Linked DNA regions of Mus musculus: all the other regions are linked to region 1. A link is a contact called in public HiChIP or PLAC-seq data. All regions are on one chromosome and are shown on one strand. Each heading gives the region's core, a stretch centred on a gene start, on an enhancer-like site or on the middle of the called end of the contact. The rest is flanking DNA. Distances are from core to core; before and after follow the strand shown. Region 1 overlaps Yeats2 (YEATS domain containing 2). Region 2 holds the start of Map6d1 (MAP6 domain containing 1). Region 3 holds the start of Yeats2 (YEATS domain containing 2).

Region 1 (3,644 bases), core at 131-2,630:
GATTTTTAAATTATATCTTGTAAACTTTATTTTGTTGATACATAATTTTTATATCTGTCTTGCTTATCAGGAAGTCCTACAAGCAAGCTCCCAGTGGCCTCTCAGGCTTCCCAAGGAACAGGGTCCCCTATTCCTAAGATTCATGGAAGTAGTTTTTTGACATCTACTGTGAAGGTAAACTGTCCCTGCTTTACTATATTGCGCAAGCTCAGCGGGGGTGCTACCCAAAGACAGCATTTGATCCTGAAGATTATTTCTTCTTCACTTTCTTCCTGATATAGGAGACAGTGCTCAGCACATCTCTCAAGTGCTTACCCAGTACTAGTTGAAAGCTCAGTACGGGAAGAGGCAGCCTTACTTACTTCATTAAAAATACTCCTTGAGAGGCTGGAGAAATGGCTCAGCTGTTCAGAGTGCCTGCTGCTCTTAAAGGTCCCGGAAGCTACATAGCAGCTCACGGCTACCTGTAACTCCAGCTTCAAAGGATCTAATGCCACTTCTAGCCTTTTTAGGCACTGCACACACATGTGCAGACTCACACAGACACATATACATTCTCTATAAAAATGTTTGCCTGGCAGCATGGTTTCTGATGGTACAAGGAGCAAACCTTGTCCCCTTTGCACACATCAGCCTTAGTTAATTAATTTAAAAGTAATTCTTGGGCTGGTGAGATGGCTCAGTGGGTAAGAGCACCTGACTGCTCTTTCGAAGGTCCAGAGTTCAAATCCCAGCAACCACATGGTGGCTCACAACCATCCGTAAGGAGATCTGACTCCCTCTTCTGGAGTGTCTGAAGACAGCTACAATGTACTTACATATAATAAATAAATAAATCTTTAAAAAAAAAAAAAAAAAAAAAAGTAATTCTTAACCTCTTCAAATAGAGAGTAGTTCAGAATATCACCTATCCATACAGCATCCGACTTCTTCACATACTCAAGACAGTCTGCTCAGTATTTGGCCAAAGCACTTCCCTGTTTGGCTCCTGTTTTCTCAAGATGGTTATCTTACTTGAAAGCCTTTCAGATGCAGACTGCTGTCTGAGTGGCCCTGAGATGCAAATCTGCTTTAGTGAGTACCCACCCCAGCAGTTAACATTCCTCTAACTTAGTTGACAGGGATCACAGATGGTTTTCTGATCAGAATGAGGTTTTCTTGGAGTAACTCCCTTGAAAGTCTTACCTCTACCATTTATTTTTTAGTATTTGTTGATGACATTTCATTTCGTAGGCAAGTAGTAGTCTTAACTTTAATTATTTTCCTTAAAGTTCAATTTTGGCACATTATCTCTGAGATCTGCTTTTGTCTTTTGAGGTGGAGACAAAGGTCAGTGGTTTTTATCTCACTCTGCTGTTGCTTTCCATTTTCTATTCCCACTTCCTTCCTTTGATGGTTTGCTTGTTTTGTGGTAAGCTTTCACTGTAGTCTAGGCTGGAGCTTGGGACCGTCCTGTCTCCCCCTCCTGAGATACAGGGTTACCTTGGCCTAGAGCATTGTTTTCTTATCCTTTTTATTCCTTTGGAAAATTTATTTTCCAAATGTGAAACTCATTTTACATTTATCTGTATTCCAGATACTGAGTGAATTTTTCAAGACAAGTTGAGAGTATAAAAGAAAAAAAACACACACTCTAAAACATCACCATTATTTGTTAGAATAACTTACTTAGTGCCTGTGCTTTAGGAATATAAAGCCAAATACAACCCCTGTCCTCTACCATCTGGCAAAAGATCAGACATACATAAAGAATCAAATATTAGGAATGGACATAAAGATCAGTTGGTGTTGTGTGAAAAGACTTCCTAGGGAGATGCAGTGCTCATATCTATTCACTCCAGATAGGGAACCAACAACAGATCAAAGTCCACTGTGGTAAACCAATGAGTTTTTTATTGAGGTTACTTACATGAGTATGGGTGAGGGGTTACTTACAGGGGCAGAAATGACTCAAAAACAGCTGCTTCACCAAGGCCCAGCCCAGGAAGGGTGCTGACTCACAGAAGCAAGGAAACCTGGAGTAGGTTAGAGTATCCTTTCCTAGTGACTATGTTAGTCAGGCAGCCTTGCTGGTTTTTCTCCTCCTTGCTGGTCTGATCTCAGGGCCTTTCCTGCAGCTTGCCTTGTCTTTCTTGCTTACTCTGAGAGGGGGGCCCTCGTGAATCTGCTCAGCTATTTTGAGACGTTTACCTTTGCCTTAAGGAACTTCCCTGGGAGATAGAGCATGTCAGTCTCCAAGAAACTGCTACACAACACTGGTAGAGTGCTTCTCCTACATGCACAGAGCTTTGGGTTCCGTCCCCAATGCCACATAAAAACAAGTGTGAGGTTGTAAGCATGTAATCCCAGCACTCGAGAAGTAGAGGCAGGAGCATCAGAAGTTCAAGGTTTTCTTTAGCTAGATAGTGAAACCAACCTGGTCTACCTGACACCCTGTCTTATAGGACTGTAACATCCATCAGGACACAGGTGAGTAGCCTTTTGCTGAGCTGATTTCCTGATTTTTCAGGCAGGGTTTCAGTGTTTAGTCCAGGCTAGACTTGAACTAACAGTCCTCCTTTGTCAGCCTCCTGTGCAGTGAGTTACTACTGGTGCTCAGATGGAATTGCATACCTCATTTTTTATTTGCTTTTAAAAAGGAAATTACAGTAAATGTATAGAAGCTTAGAAGATCTCTAGCATTGTGGGTTTTTGTTTTGTCGTGTGTGTGTGTGTGTTGCTGGCTGTGGTAGGTTTGTATTAAGTAGATAATATTACTGTATTAAGTGTACTAAGTGGCTAGAGTATCTGAAAGCATCCGTTTGGGCCTGTTATATAATATATAGTAATGTTTTTACATACAGCAGGAGGAGTCTTTATTCGCATCTATGCCACCTCTTTGCCCAATTGGTAGTCACCCTAAAGTGCAGAGCCCCAAAGCTGTGACTGGAGGACTTGGGGCTTTCACAAAGGTGAGTGTGTGTCATAGCCTTACCTGTGGCCTTCCCACTCTTTAATAGGCCTTAGCTCTGAGATGTGCTCCCACTTATTTAATGCTGTCCATGTCCTAGGACTCCAGGGACACGGGAGTTCAGAGGTCACGGCCTATTTTGTCTCTCTTTGCTGCCTTCCTACCCCGTCTCTATGACAAGTGACAGAGCAGGGATCAAGTGAGATACAATTTGCCTAAGGACTCGTATCTCTTAAAGCATTATTTTACCTTTTTCATGGAGCCGTTCTGTGTATCCAAACTTGATTAACACTGCAGAGACTAGATTCACAGTTTCATAGTAGGTCCTTCCTCCTCCTCCCCATGGGATACTTATTCAGTGTCATTGTGTGTTGCAAGGTGATCATCAAACAGGAACCTGGAGAAGCTCCTCATGTGTCCACAACAGGAGCTGCGAGCCAGTCAGCATTCCCTCAGTATGTGACCGTGAAAGGGGGTCACATGATAGCTGTGTCCCCTCAAAAGCAGGTCATAAGTGCTGGAGAAGGGACCACTCAGTCACCAAAGATTGCACCCTCCAAGGTTTGTATGGGTTTGGGGTGGGAGAGTCATGTTCAAGAGATAAAGGTTATTTGTCTACATAGTTGGCAGGTGCCAAAATGACTTAGGTTGCTTAAGTTGTTGATCCCATATTAACCTATGTATGTTAACCAGA
Region 2 (4,028 bases), core at 497-2,996, 50 kb after region 1:
AGTGCATCCCCAATATCAGGACAGCAGGGCTGTGACCATCTATCTGTACAGTGTCTCCATGTGCCATTTTTATTATGTTTTAAGTTTTCTTTTTAGTTATGTGTATGTGTGGGTATCTTGAGTGTGGATATGTGCAGTGAGTGTGGATACCCCAGAGCCTTGAAGTTAAGAGACAATTGTGAGATGCCTGGCTTGAGTGCTGGAACTGAACTCCCATCCCATGGAAGAGCAGTGCACTCTCTTAATCACTGAGCCACCTCTCCAGCCCTATGGACCTTTTTAGTCCTGAGCTCCCATCCCACCTTCAAGGAATCTAGACAACAAAATTCCTAAAATATTCAAACACCTGTAATAAATATGGAGTGGTGTTTTAAATAGTCCCAAACAAGGCATCACAGATGAGACCAAAAAAAAAAGGGGGGGTGGGGGGCTTATGCCTGTGGCTATATGCCTAACAAAGGGCTAACATACATTACAGTTATTAACATTCAGAACATCTATCTATGGTCAAACATTACATTAAGTTAAAAAAAAAAAAAGTAATGGAGTTATAATGTGTGAGCCTGACAATCCGAGAGATGGATCCCTGGAATCCATGGCAGAAGGGGAAGAGGAGTGACTTTCTAAAGTTGTCTTCTGATCTGCTCGCCCCTCCTCTCGCCCCCCTCTCCACACTAATATATATTAAATATTTTAAAACATCGCAACAGCAAGAATAAGATCGTGGAGGAAACTGAATGTGTATGCATTCATTGTATACTAAGAATTAGGAAGATCCATCTGTTTGGGAGGGGAGGCGTGAGGGTGTTAAGGCAGAATTTGTTATTTTTATTTCTAATTCCCCCATTATGAGCATTCATTACTCTTCTATGTAGAAAGAAGAGGCAAGAAGTCCTCAGTTGTCCAAAGCTGTTAAGGGTGCAAAGGACCTTCCTTCTGTGGGATCTTGAACAGCGCAGGCACTGGCCCTGGGCACGGCGTGGGGCGTGGGATGAGGGGCTGTGCACCGCCCTCTTTGCTCACCCCACAGAAGTTAAAAAAGAACAATCTGAGACCGAAGGAGGAGGAATCAAATCGAGGGAGGGGTGCTCTCTTACGAGGTGCGCTCATCCTGGATCCCAGGGTAGGGAGCAATTGGGAACACAAGGCGATGCCTGCAGTGTCAGGAGACCAAAGATGACCCCGAAGCTCCCCTGTCACTCTCCAGATCCTGTGGTATTCAGCCTTCGTGCTCTCCCCGCCCCCACCCCGTTTCGGGGCTCCGTTTCCTCCCACCGCAGGTCCAGATTCGAAGCATTCCTCTGCCGCAGCCAGCTACCCACCTATAAGACGTGGTCGCTACTACAGCTGCGTCCGCGTCCCCGACCGGCAGCACGTAGACCGTCCGGGTGGGGGGCGCCGAGGACTGGCCTCTGCGGCCGCCCGGCCCCGATGGGCGCTCTTGAGCCGCATCCCGGGACCCGGCGCGCGCGGTTCGCACACCGAAATCGCGCTGGTACTGGGTGAGCGGCACAGCGCGGCTGGACTCCCGCGCGCCTGCGACCGACGGGTTCCCGCGCGAGACGCTGCAGTCTGCGCCCGACTCCTCGCTCCCGGGGTCCGAGTAACCATGCAGAGTCAGCGGCACCGCTACGTCCGAGCGGTCCAGCTGGTTCCATCGCCGGGCCAGGCAGCACAGCCGGCTGATGCAGGGCCACGCCATGCCGCTCGGCCGCGCGCCTGCGCCGCGCGCGCGCACTACCCCACTGCCCCCGCGCAACCCTGAGCCCCGCAAGGACGGCCTGCGGGCAGTCCTAAACCCAGAGTTCCCCCAATGTGAGCTCAGAAATCAGACCTGGGCTTCATCGAGAGCGAGGTCGGAAGGAGGCATTTCCTCACCGTCACTAAGCCTGCTACTTTTTTTTTTTTTTTTTTTAAGGAACAATCAATCCATCAAGAAGGCTCTGGCGGCAGGACCAGAGAACTCTGTTGGCATTTGTGGACACGGGTGGCTGCAAAATAGATTTAAACTGTGCCTAGCGGACTCAGCGACCACCCAGAGTGGAAAGGGTGGAGGCAACCAGGAAGGTGATGCAAGTGAGAACTTAGGGCCATGTCAGCTCGTGAATCTCCATTTGCTGTTTACTGTGCTGTTATAAATGGGTAACAACTAACCCGGTTTTCCTTAAGAACTGTCATAAGCTCCCAATCGTCCTTTCCCTGGGTTGTAATTACAACCCCCAAACTGGTTTCCTTTCCCTGATGTGCATGTATGCTCGTTCCATTGCAGGGCTATAATCCAGCCTGAATGAAGGTCAGTTAAATACAGAAAACATCCAGCTGCCCTCCAAGGGCTTCCCAAGTGTATCCTGCATGCACTCAGACCTGCAACCATGGAAGTGGTGGTAGTTACAACTTCTGGCTGAACCTGAGAAGCATCCAGTCTGCACCTAGGAGGACTGCCCAGTCTGGGCCCATTGGTCAGCTCATCTTCCTCAACTTCATTAGCTGCAAGTTGTACTGGAGTGACATACCATTGCTGGTTAACACCCCAGGTCTGGCTATGACCCCATACTGACAGTTAAGTCTGGAGTTGGGAAAACCTTTACTGAAGGTGCATTCATGGGTATGGTAGTTAGAATATGTTTGGCCCAGGGAGTGCCACTATTAAGAGGTGTAACTTTGTTGGAATAGGTGTGGCCTTGTTGGAGGAAGTGTGTCACTGTTCAGGGTGGACAATGAGACCCTCCTCCTAACCATGTGGGAGCCAATCTTCTCCTAGTGGCCTTTAGATGAAGATGTAGAACTCTCAGCTCTGCCTGCACCATGCCTGCCTGGGCACTGCCACGCCCCCACCTTGATGATAATGGACTGAACCTGTAAGCCATCCCTAATGAAATGTCCTTATAAGAGTTGCCTCGGTCATGGTGTCTGTTCACAGCAGTAAAACCCTAACTAAGATTATGTGGACCCCACCACCACCACCACCACTCACACACACACACAAAGTCTTCTCTCAGCCAGAGCCAACTGACTTTGTGAAGTGGAGCTGAGCTTTGGGTTAGTCAGCCTGGCAAATGAAGGTTAATGGTTATGAAATAGTCCAGGGGAGAAAGTCACAGATCACCACTCTTGCTAAAACAGTTAAGGGTACAGCAAGTCCTTTAATTAGCTGGTGATGAAGAGTGAGTGGGCTAGTGCCTCGGATGGGCTCTTGGTATGGAAGCACTGCAGGACAGGGGCTTTAAGTCAAAAGGCAGAAATCACATCATTTCAGGTGCAAGGTGAGCAGGTTTTACTTTCAGGGTAGGGTGGGCTGTTGGTTTGGTTGCTTGTTTTGTTTTTGGTTTTTGTTTTGTTTTGGTTTTTGGTTTTTCAAAACAGGGTTTCTCAGTATAGCCCTGGCTGTCCTGGAACTCACTTTGTAGACCAGGCTGGCCTCGAACTCAGAAATCTGCCTGCCTCTGCCTCCCTAGTGCTGGGATTAAAGGCGTACGCCACCACGCCAGGCTTTTTGTTGTTGTTGTTTTGTTTTGTTTATTTGGTTTTTGGGGGTTTTTTTTGGGTTTTTGGTTTTTTTTTTTTGGTTTTTTGTTTGTTTGTTTGTTTGTTTGTTTTTACACTATACTGTTTCACAGAAGGGAAGGAGCAACCTTTTAATCATATAAGGTTGTTTTTCTCAAGGAACCTTTTGTATACATCCAAAATACTTTCCCACTAGGGAAAGAGGAATTTTTTTCTTTTTTCCCCTCTTCTCCTCCTCCTCCTCCTGTTCTTTTCTTTTTCAGAAGACAAATTATTGTTTACAAGTGAGATGAGGGTCCAGAAGGGAGAAGTGTAGTGTGGGTGTAACCTAACTTTTAGGCCATTTTAGTTAAAATACTTTTCATAGCCAGAAGACGACACAGTGGGTAAAGGCATTTGCCACCAAGCCTGGTATCCTGAGTTCAGTCCCAAGAAACCAAACGATGGAAGGAATACTGACTCCCCGACATTGTCCTCTCACCTCTGGGTGCAGGGCGGTACATGCACTTACATACAAAGACAAG
Region 3 (3,753 bases), core at 379-2,878, 51 kb before region 1:
TCATGACTGGGCTTGTTTTAAGACAGTTCTCATTATTTAGTTCTGGTTGGCTTGGAACTTACTATATAAACCAGGCTAGCCTTGAACTCAAAGAGATCTATCTGCCTCTGCTTCCTAAATGCTGGGATCAGAGTTGTGGGCCACTATTCCTGGCCCATGACTAGCCTTGATATAGGGGATATAGGAATATAACTTTTAAAATATTTCATATTAAACAAAATGCATAAAAAGATTGACAATATGTACATAAAATATAATAAAACTCACTACTCGGGCTGGTGAGATGGCTCAGCAGGTAAGAGCACTGACTGCTCTTCCAAAGGTCCTGAGTTCAAATCCCAACAACCACATGGTGGTTCACAACCACCAGTAATGAGATCTGACGCCCTCTTCTGGTGCGTCTGAAGTCAGCTACAGTGTACTTATGTATAATAGTAAATAAATCTTAAAAAAAAAAAAAAAACCTCACTACTCAGCTTGTGTGGTAAGTATGTACAAGCTGTACAATATGAGCAAGAGCTGAAAAAGTCTGAGGCAGCTCCAAGGTCAGCCTGGATGCTGTAGTCCTGAAGAAGTAATAGGAAGTCTTGGTGTGTAGTATCATGGAAGAAAGCTGGTTTCAAGCGATTTTAAAGGGAAAACCGAGGCTTAATGGATTGTCATTCATTAGCTGCATCTACATTAAGTAAATCTACAAAAGTAAATGTTTCTACAGAGAAACAGTGTCTCAAAAAACAAAACAAACAAAAAAGTTTTCAACGTTTTCAAACCTTCACCCTTTCTTTCAGTCTACAAAGTATCTGGGACCAGAGGGGGGAGGGGGGACCACTACACCTCACTCAGGTGCTACATCTACTAAAATGGGTTCACAATGATTAATGCCTTCTTCCTGTCTTTGCTTCCTTCATTCTCTCTCTCTCTCTCTCTCTCTCTCTCTCTCTCTCTCTCTCTCTCTCTTTTTGGTTTTTCGAGACAGGGTTTCTCGAGACAGGGTTTCTCTGTATAGCCCTGGCTGTCCTGGAGCTCACTTTTTAGACCAGGCTGGCCTCGAACTCAGAAATCCGCCTGCCTCTGCCTCCCAAGTGCTGGGATTAAAGGCGTGCGCCACCACGTCTTTCTTTCTTCCTTCCTTTCTTTCTTTCTTTCTTTCTTTCTTTTTTTTTTTTTGTTTGCTTGTTTAATATATATATTTATGGTGCTGGAGGTTGGACCCACAGCATTGCTCTAAGCAAGCACTCTACCAATAACTTTTACTTTGAGACAGGGCCTTGAATTCACTATGTAACTAGACAGGTTTTGTACTTGTGATGCTCCTGCCTCAGTCTCCAGACTACAAGTATTACCCCGCGATACTAGATACTAGGTTACGGCTGCTATATACACCTCTATCACTAAACACAGTGACGCAAGATGGTACGCTCAGCAGTGCGGTCACCATAGTTACTATTGCCATGACTACAAGAGAACCAGCATTCTCTCAAACTTTCAGCAGGAAGACAACGGTTGGCCGGCTCAAGCGGTCAACCTGAAGGTGCGACGCAGAGTTCAGGAGCAGCTTTAGCCCCCCGCGGCCACGCCGCCCCGACCCCGCCCCCACCGCGCGCGCCCGCGCCGCCCCGCCCTCGAGGTGACGTGCGGGGCGGAGCCTGACGGCGGGCGGGCTGCTCTGTCGTGAGCTTCCGCGCGGGCGCGTCCCGGGCCTCGCACGGCGGTTCCACGGGAGGAGACCTTTCGCTCTTTCTCTCCGCGTGGGGGTTCCGGGTCCCGGCAGGGCGGCGCTGCAGCTGGGCGCGCAGGAAGGGTGAGTGTCGGTGCGGGCGCGCGTCTTGTGCGGGGCATTGTCTGGCGCGGGCACGTGCACCCCTCCCCCACCGCGGCCGCGCGGACAGCTCAGCGGCGCGGACGGGTGGGCGCCTGGGTCCGCGGAGAGCCAGGTCCGGCGTGGGGAGGGTTCTTCTCGCCGCGCAGCCTCAGACGGGTCGCTTTGCAGCCGAGGCGGCTGAGCTTGCGCGGTGACCCGCGGGTGGTCCCGAGACGAGGTCGCCTCGGCAAGTTTGGATTTGCCCAAAGAAATCTGCGGCGGCTTAGGAAGGTTGCGAGAAGTCTGCACGAGAGCGTAGGACGGTGCTGTGTCCTATGGAAGCTTCGGAAAGTGAGGACTTGACCAGAAACACGGCTCGGTGTGCTTATGCAGAAGACAATAAGGCTTAGAGCTCATCTCCATTATGCAAGTATTTATGTTAAACAAAAAATACTGTGTCCTATAATTCTGCAGCTCACTAACATCTTACTAGTTTTGATATTGCTAGTATTTTTGTCTAGGCACATACCTAATTGCAGAAACAACCCACTTTTAAAATTCCATAACATAAACTAGAAGGTAATACACATTTATTCAGCAGTATCGTTGCCATTAATAAGTAGCAAGTACTCATCCGAGAATATTTTTAAAATTTAGACAAGGACAAAGAAGAAATTCTAGTGTCCAGAAGTAATTACTATGGGTGTGTATATTTGTGTAGTCTGCCTTAAAGGTAGGACCAAAACAACCGATGAGGGGTTGGTGCCTTAACTGTGGTTCGTTTTAGACGGGGGTCTCTTTCATATACATACATAGACCTGTCTCAGAACCTCAGTCCTCTCTGTAGACCAGGCTGGCCTCGAACTCAGATCTACCAGCCTCTGCTTTCCCAGTGCTGGGATTAAGGGTGTGGTTCCACCACCACCACATCTGGCAGACTTACTTTTTATAGGAAGCTCGTAGAAAGGTTTTGAGAAGGTAGTGGCACAATCCCACCACTACACCGGAGAAGTCAAAAGTGTGTGTGTGTGTGTGTGGGGGGGGTGCTGAGGAGTCAGGATGCAGCCTTCTGCGGTAGCCTGGATTGACTCCTTGCAAATGGAAGTAGACAGAGTGAAAAGATGAGCGTTTGGAGGTAGAATTAGCAAGCCTTGGAAGGGAAAGGGAGAGATAGCTTGTAGCCCAGGTTGGCCTTGAACTCTTGAACCTTCTCAACTTTTAAGAGTTGGAGTTGCAGGCACCGAATGCTGAGGGTTGCTTTGATGTGCGTGTGTTTTGGGTTTGAAACAAGGTTTTATGTTGCTCAGAGTGACTTCAAACTCCATATATAGCCAAAGATGGCTTTGAACTTTGGATTCTTCTGTCCCAACCTCTGGCGTGCTGAGAGTATATAGATTTTTGTCCACATGCCCTGCATTCCCTTTTTAATTCTTGTTTTGAGCAACCACATAGATAGATAACTGTACCATTTATTGAGATGGGGCAAGCATGCACCACCACCACCCGGCCTCAATCTGTTTTACATGAGTTAAATCTGAGTGACATATTTGTTATACGGTCAGTATGTTGAGAAAGCACATGTGACAGTATAAAAGTCAGGATTAAAAGACTAAGCAAAGGACCGAGGAGAAACAGAATATGTATTTTCTCTTTGGAAACCAGGACGGCTTATAAGCTACTAGAGTAGGAGTTGCTCCTTTTGCACTGGTGAAATGGCCTTAGTTCCATTCCCAGGATCCACACGGCAGAAAGAAATAACCGATTCCCATACGTTGTTCTCTGATCTCTGTCTGCATGCTGTTTACCCAGGAATGTCTGCAGACACATACTTTACCCCTGAAGTGTATCCCTAGCTCTGTCATTGCTTGGTTACTGACATATGTTTAATATTTTCCTCCACAGCTTAAAAACATTGATTTTAAGCGTATGAGGTTTGCCTGTATATATGTCTC

The links. HiChIP or PLAC-seq counts read pairs in DNA pulled down with a chosen protein or histone mark.
Region 2: an H3K27ac HiChIP or PLAC-seq map of embryonic stem cells shows a contact between it and region 1, with 9 read pairs. The contact joins the promoter of Map6d1 here to the enhancer-like site in region 1. A contact is called at or near these places in 1 of 39 promoter capture datasets (frontonasal cranial neural crest), 3 of 115 datasets of contacts at active chromatin or transcription factors (bone marrow-derived macrophages and embryonic stem cells) and 2 of 9 other capture datasets (adipose tissue and pancreatic islet).
Region 3: an H3K27ac HiChIP or PLAC-seq map of embryonic stem cells shows a contact between it and region 1, with 10 read pairs. The contact joins the promoter of Yeats2 here to the enhancer-like site in region 1. A contact is called at or near these places in 4 of 39 promoter capture datasets (liver, macrophages and stem cell-derived epiblast-like cells), 5 of 484 Hi-C or Micro-C datasets (embryonic stem cells, nephron progenitors, pancreatic cancer cells and 2 more), 3 of 115 datasets of contacts at active chromatin or transcription factors (CD8 T cells and embryonic stem cells) and 3 of 9 other capture datasets (adipose tissue, liver and pancreatic islet).

The regions. Positions count from the first base shown.
Region 1 is chr16:20,190,316-20,193,959 of GRCm38.p6, forward strand. Yeats2 (YEATS domain containing 2) reads left to right here. Exons shown (of 31, transcript NM_001145930.1): 13 at 71-174; 14 at 2,844-2,951; 15 at 3,329-3,511. Among named protein-coding and RNA genes, the nearest start is that of Gm41431, 45 kb to the right of the region's middle. Within about 2 kb of position 1,381, at least 52 of the 459 cell types and tissues checked have an H3K27ac peak or open chromatin away from gene starts, as enhancers often do. A contact at or near this core is called in embryonic stem cells and pancreatic cancer cells, where this site is marked.
Region 2 is chr16:20,239,612-20,243,639 of GRCm38.p6, forward strand. It overlaps Map6d1 (MAP6 domain containing 1), which reads right to left and starts at 1,747. Exons shown (of 3, transcript NM_198599.2): 1 at 1,323-1,747. The coding sequence starts at 1,702. Gm49566 (a long non-coding RNA gene) reads left to right here and starts at 1,847. Exons shown (of 3, transcript XR_003951848.1): 1 at 1,847-2,142; 2 at 2,270-2,534.
Region 3 is chr16:20,139,435-20,143,187 of GRCm38.p6, forward strand. Yeats2 (YEATS domain containing 2) reads left to right here and starts at 1,629. Exons shown (of 31, transcript NM_001145930.1): 1 at 1,629-1,801.